2 separate regions of the Zea mays genome follow, and region 1 is linked to region 2. A link is a contact called in public Hi-C data. All regions are on one chromosome and are shown on one strand. Each heading gives the region's core, a stretch centred on a gene start, on an enhancer-like site or on the middle of the called end of the contact. The rest is flanking DNA. Distances are from core to core; before and after follow the strand shown.

Region 1 (2,861 bases), core at 118-2,617, 570 kb after region 2:
GGAGAATGGCAGCTGTGGAGCGGTCTGTGAGGACGCTGAGGTGAGGCGACGTTCAAGCGAGGCCAGGGCGCGGCAGCCCATGCGGTGGAAGCCCAGCTTGGCCCGTCTGCCAGGTCGGCTCAAGGGGAGCTGAGTCGTGGCCCATGCGGTTGAGCAATTCTCGTCACTCTCTGGAACAGCAAGATTATTTCATTTATAACTTTAGATCCGGAAGTCTGATCGACCTGATTCCAGTTGGGTTTGATTCATAATCGTATCTAGTTCAGTCTGTGAAATTTTGATATCGATCGGAGTTACGGATTTTGCTCAGCAACGTTTTTATTAACGTAACAACAATCTGTCCAGATTTATAAACGTGTATTAAATTGGTCTTGTGATTTGGAGGTGTTATAATTATTTTTAAGCTTCGGCAATCATTCACCTCCTCTGATTGCCCACAGGAGGATATGGTTTTTATGATTCATCAAATCGCAAAGGTCTGAATACAACGGACATTAGCTGACTACCTTATTTCCTAAAAGAATGTAAACCATGTCTTCCGAGAAAGTCAAATATTCTACATTTTAACTAAATATATGTAAAAATATATTGATGTATAATAATTGTCATTAGACTAATCAAAGCATATATTTTTATAATAAACCTAATTGAAGATACGAAGGTAGCTATTGTCTTCTATAAAACCAGTCAAGATTTATGTTTCTTTTGGGATGGATGGAATATTATATAAACTGAACTCCCATGACCATTATATAGTTAGAAGGTAATGCACAACATGTGCCCACTGATGGGATTAACAACATTGCTCTACCATCACTCCATCAGTCCACCTTATGTAGCCACAAAAACCACCCTATGCGGCTATAAAGGAAGCTCATCTCTTCCCTTATCAAGACTTTATATAATTACTATACCAAACTTGGCATTCAAGGAAGTCCCTTTTTCCAAAGAAAGAACAAAAGGAGAAAGAGAAGAGGAAAAGGGCAAAAGATATATTCTAGTTGGGGCTCTTTTGAACATAATTCTAGCAGTACACTAGTTGGTGTCATCTTTTCTCTCTTCCTCATTATAGATGTCCAAATGGGCAACCCGACATGGGTACAGCTTAAGCCCGCTTAGTCCCAATATGAACAGTGCCGAGATAGGCACGACCTGTTTTGGCCCCGATCCGTGCCATGTCGGCCCATGTGTCCATCCAGGAGCTCAGACATGACACAAATAGACTTAGAATGGGCTGGACCGACTCGATGGCATGCATGCATGGGTGGACCGTGCCACCCACTAGGCCGACCTGAGGAGGAGTATTATCCCCTCCACCGATATGTAGGACATGACCTCCACGTCCTGTGGCAGATCCGTGGCATTGGCGTCGATGGGCGAATTGTCCTGCCATGACAGCAGCATCTCCCACACCCACAACGTCTGTCGCATCTGCGGTGTCGGTCAGGTGTCCTGAAGGGGCATCGTCGGAGCCTTCACCGGCGGTGGACCCTTTTGCATAGAGGATGCCCTTTGTCCGGGCGCGCTCTTCCTGGTGAGTAGTGTTTTTTTCCATTCCTCTCTGCCATTGTTTCTGGGTCCTTACCCGCCATTCCTTTAGTTTGTATGTATCACACAAAACGATGAAGGACGCGGCTCGTGCTGCGAGGGAAGGCACTTTTCCTTCATCGGCGCCCGCGCCGTTGGTGCCGATGGCATATCCGAGTGGCACGGTCGCGCTGAGCCACTCGGGGGAAGTTGTGTCAACGGTCGTGCCACCATCATGATCGGAGGGCCTACAGGCCAGGCGATGCTTCTGTGGTGGGCGCGCTCGGTGCCTTGCTGCCTCCACCTCCCTTAGGTTCCTTGTCCCTGAGTGCGGTGAAGGCGAGCCACTTGGGAGAGGTCGAGGTGGCGAGAGTGTCATTGTGCCTTGATGTCCCTTCAAGCGAGCCCGGTGGCGCCCTTGCGTCGGCGGTTTTGCCACCTCTGCCACCCCGACTCCTCCACCTCCGAGTGCGAAGAGGGTGGCTCTCGCGATGCTACTGGCCCCTACAGTTGGGACCACTTTGGAGTAGTGCTCCGACGATCTCTGTCCTCCTCTCGAGGTGACCAGAGCAAGAGAGGTCGAAGTAGAGGAGTGGGGGATCGTCAAGAAGGCTTACACATTGGCTTCCTAGATCTCATGGGTTATCGATGTGCCCATGCCGCCATTGAGGAGGTGGCATCGATTGCTTGCTCGACGATCACAAGTCAGATGCTTCCTGTTGGGAGCCTAGCTTACTGAAGATCCTCAAAATGCCTTTACCTTGCTATATGCAAATGTGTTTCGGGTATGCGGTAAAGAGCGGACAAAGTTGGGCTTTGACCGAAGCAATGAATAGAAGAGATTTGTCTGTATATATGCGCGGCAAGGACGTCGGTCGAAGGTTGCTGGCTTCGACGTAAAGAAAGGATCAAGCGTGAGGTAGCAAAGGGGGAGAAGCAAAAGTCTTATGAGACAAGAAAGAAAGGGAAAAGGCAATATTACCCCTGTACTATTTGTTAATCATATTTGTAAGCTTCGTGGGCATGCATGTAATTTCATGAGTGATTGTTCGTCTTCCCTATAAATAGATGAACAATTCCGTGTAAAAATTCACCTTTTTGAAGGTCCTTAGCTTCGTTCCACTTAGCCTTCGAAGTATCTTCAAGCTATCTTGCACAAAGAAGCCGAAGGTATGTTTGTAAACTTATTTAATATGAAGGGAAATGGAATGAAAGTGCTAAGGCATAAGAGATGAGTTTTTGCACTTTGTCATCTATCACCCTGTGGTTTGATATTCTTTCATTCACAGTTCCTCTTAAGAACCTTCATCCTCAAGGTCTTACTTCGAAGAAGT
Region 2 (2,765 bases), core at 30-2,529:
GGCTACACATAGAGCGCTGCAGGTGCTCTCTCCCCAGTGACAACCTGCAGGTTCGCCGGTGGGATTCCCAATAGTGGCTGATAAGCTAGTTGCAGATCAGTTGCTATTCCACCATATTTTCTGCCTGGGGATTGCAAACTACTACTGGAAACCTTTGTTCAACAAACCCTAATGCAACTGCACCCAGTATTGCTGCTTCTCCTTACCGGATTGTTCTGTATGGATCTACTGATGTAACACCCTAAAAATGATTTTCCTAGTGAGTAAATAAGTTTTATTTGTTTATTTTAATTTCCCATGAATTTAAATATTCCAAATAATAACTTCCCACACAGTTAATCTTAGTGGCAAAAAACTAAATATATGAGTTTCAACCTACACTTATTTCATAATAAAGGACAGCATAAAGAGTTCTTTTCCAGAAACTAGAAAGTGCAGACATCACCTTTTCCCCTTTTTGATTATGATGGATAGAATCAAAGTTCAGCACACCCTGTAGCAGTAAGGCTCAAAGATTTTGGACAACAGGAATAACACTCGGGCCAGCGATGCTAAACATGGAACAGAAGCAAGTAGAATCCATAAGAGAGGATGAGAACTGCTGTTACCCGTCGTGTAAAAGAGCAAGTATCCTCGATAATAGATATCGGGAGCAGGTATGAACCGGGATATGAATTGGCATGTTCTTTCTCAACTATTAGTGCTCATCGTAGATGAAAGAATTGAGACCACTGGAAATTGCACCAGTTTATTCAAGAACTTAGATCTGATTTGATGACTCACTCTGTTGGATAAGCATGAAGCGAACGCCTATCTCCCCCAAGAGTACTCCAAGCCCCTCACCAAGCAAATTCCTCCCATGCTGCATCACCAACTACTCGAATCTAATTTTTCTACCTCAAGTTCGAACTGGAAGGAAAATTGGGAACCAAAACTTGCAGCAAACATAAATAGACAAGTCACACGGACCCTAACCTGCACCGCCCCCGGCTGCACAGGAGACCGGCAGCCACCGGGTGCCCCCGCTGCGCGCGACGCGGCAGGCCAATCCGCTCTTGGAGGCCGCCGCATGCGTGTGGACCCGACGGTGGGAGCCAGCGGCGGGAGTCATTAACGCGAGGAATGCCTGCGCGCAGGGAACGACGGACGCCAAGTTCATCGTGCGTTATAGCGCTGCTCGCTCGACGCGATCGCCGATCAGGGATGAAGTGAAGTGGACTGGAGAGCGCTGGTGAGTGGCGAAGGATGCACATGGCCTTATCTGTCGTGACGAGAGCTGTGATTGTGAGCCTGTGTCAAACGGCCAAACCCCGCAGGCTGTGCTGTAACGCCTGAGCCGAATTGGTGCCAGTGGGCTGGGCCGAGCCCATTCGAGCCCTTTTCTTTTAGTTAGAATTTACTTTTTCAAGTTCAAAGTGGAATCTTGTGAAATTCATATAAAATCAAATCAAAACCTAAAAATAGCAAACCTAAATTTTGTAGACTTATGATACACAGATCTAAACAATAAAAATACCAGTACATGTGAAACGACTAGTATGAACATAGCTATTTTAGTCATGCTTTTATATTCATCCAAAACTTAAGATAAATTCAAAGTATGACCACATCACTAATATATTGTTATGGCCTATTTGAATCCCATATACTAAACTTTAGCGAAGTATTAATGTTTAGCACACTTTAAGGAAGCTAAATTGATATTGAGTGCTAAATTTTAGCACTTCACTTTAGCACTCATATTTGAATCTATAAGTGCTAAAAATGTAGTGCTAAACTTTGGTACCATGGATCCAAACATACCCTAATGCTAAAAGTTTCAAACTCAGAAAAGTTCATATGGACGTGTTGTTATATTTTTATAGGAAGTTCTTTTCAAATAATTTATTTAAAAACACATTAAGTTAGTGGAACACTATAGTAAAAGTTTCACGCTCAAAGAAGTCAAAATGAGGAAGATATATATGGATTGTGTTTCTAATATAGTATTTTTTTTCATTTGCACATGTTACCTAAATGTCGTCAATGATACATTAGTCTTGTTATTGAGGTATGATGTTACTATAAATTTGTCATATCGAGAAAACATAGCATAAAATAGCAATGGATTTATTGTTCTTATTACTTATTTATCTTATTCAAAATGAATAATGGTAAGAAATGAACTAATACTTTCATATGTTCCTTAGTTAATTTTTTTTCTCAAACGTGTTGTACCATATTTTCTATTAAAGGGCCGTTTGGATCCATTAAATTTGAAGGAATTAGAAATCACTTAACAAAGTGGATTATTTGGTTGAAATTTGATATTCCACCACTTTCCAAAGTTTAGATATAATCCCAAATTCTTAGGATTAGGGGTGAAAATTGATTTTATGTATTACAAGCCCATATTTCTACTCTGTAACTTATCACGAACTCTCCGGCTCACTCCCTAATAGTAAAAATATAGCGTATAAATATCCCTCCATATAGCCAACACTAGCATATAAATATATTGAGTATACAAATATAATAGCTTAATTGGTCTATGTCTAAATTGTGATTATTAGAATTGAATTCCATTATAAAGGATACAAACGAGGCCTAAAAGAATTTACAGCATCCCCTGATAATCGGGTAATGGCCCATTTAAAAGGATCAGTATGCCTAAAACAAGAGGTGAATGCACTAATATAAAAGTTCTCACGAAATTAAAACATACCACTTACATCATTTAACTATTGTTCCTAAATTGTGTTTCTAGACTGCTGCATAAAGTTCTG

What was found. A called contact is a pair of places that touch in the nucleus more often than the background predicts.
Region 1: a Hi-C map of ear shows a contact between it and region 2, with 2.3 times the contacts expected there. The contact joins the promoter of LOC100383909 here to the promoter of LOC100285485 in region 2. A contact is called at or near these places in 2 of 25 Hi-C or Micro-C datasets (ear and leaf).

What each region holds. Positions count from the first base shown.
Region 1 is chr5:146,503,741-146,506,601 of Zm-B73-REFERENCE-NAM-5.0, forward strand. It overlaps LOC100383909, which reads left to right and starts at 1,368. Exons shown (of 2, transcript NM_001176533.1): 1 at 1,368-1,534; 2 at 1,601-2,728. The coding sequence starts at 1,916. The coding sequence ends at 2,266.
Region 2 is chr5:145,928,990-145,931,754 of Zm-B73-REFERENCE-NAM-5.0, forward strand. LOC100285485 reads right to left here and starts at 1,280. Exons shown (of 5, transcript NM_001413579.1): 1 at 976-1,280. The coding sequence starts at 1,159.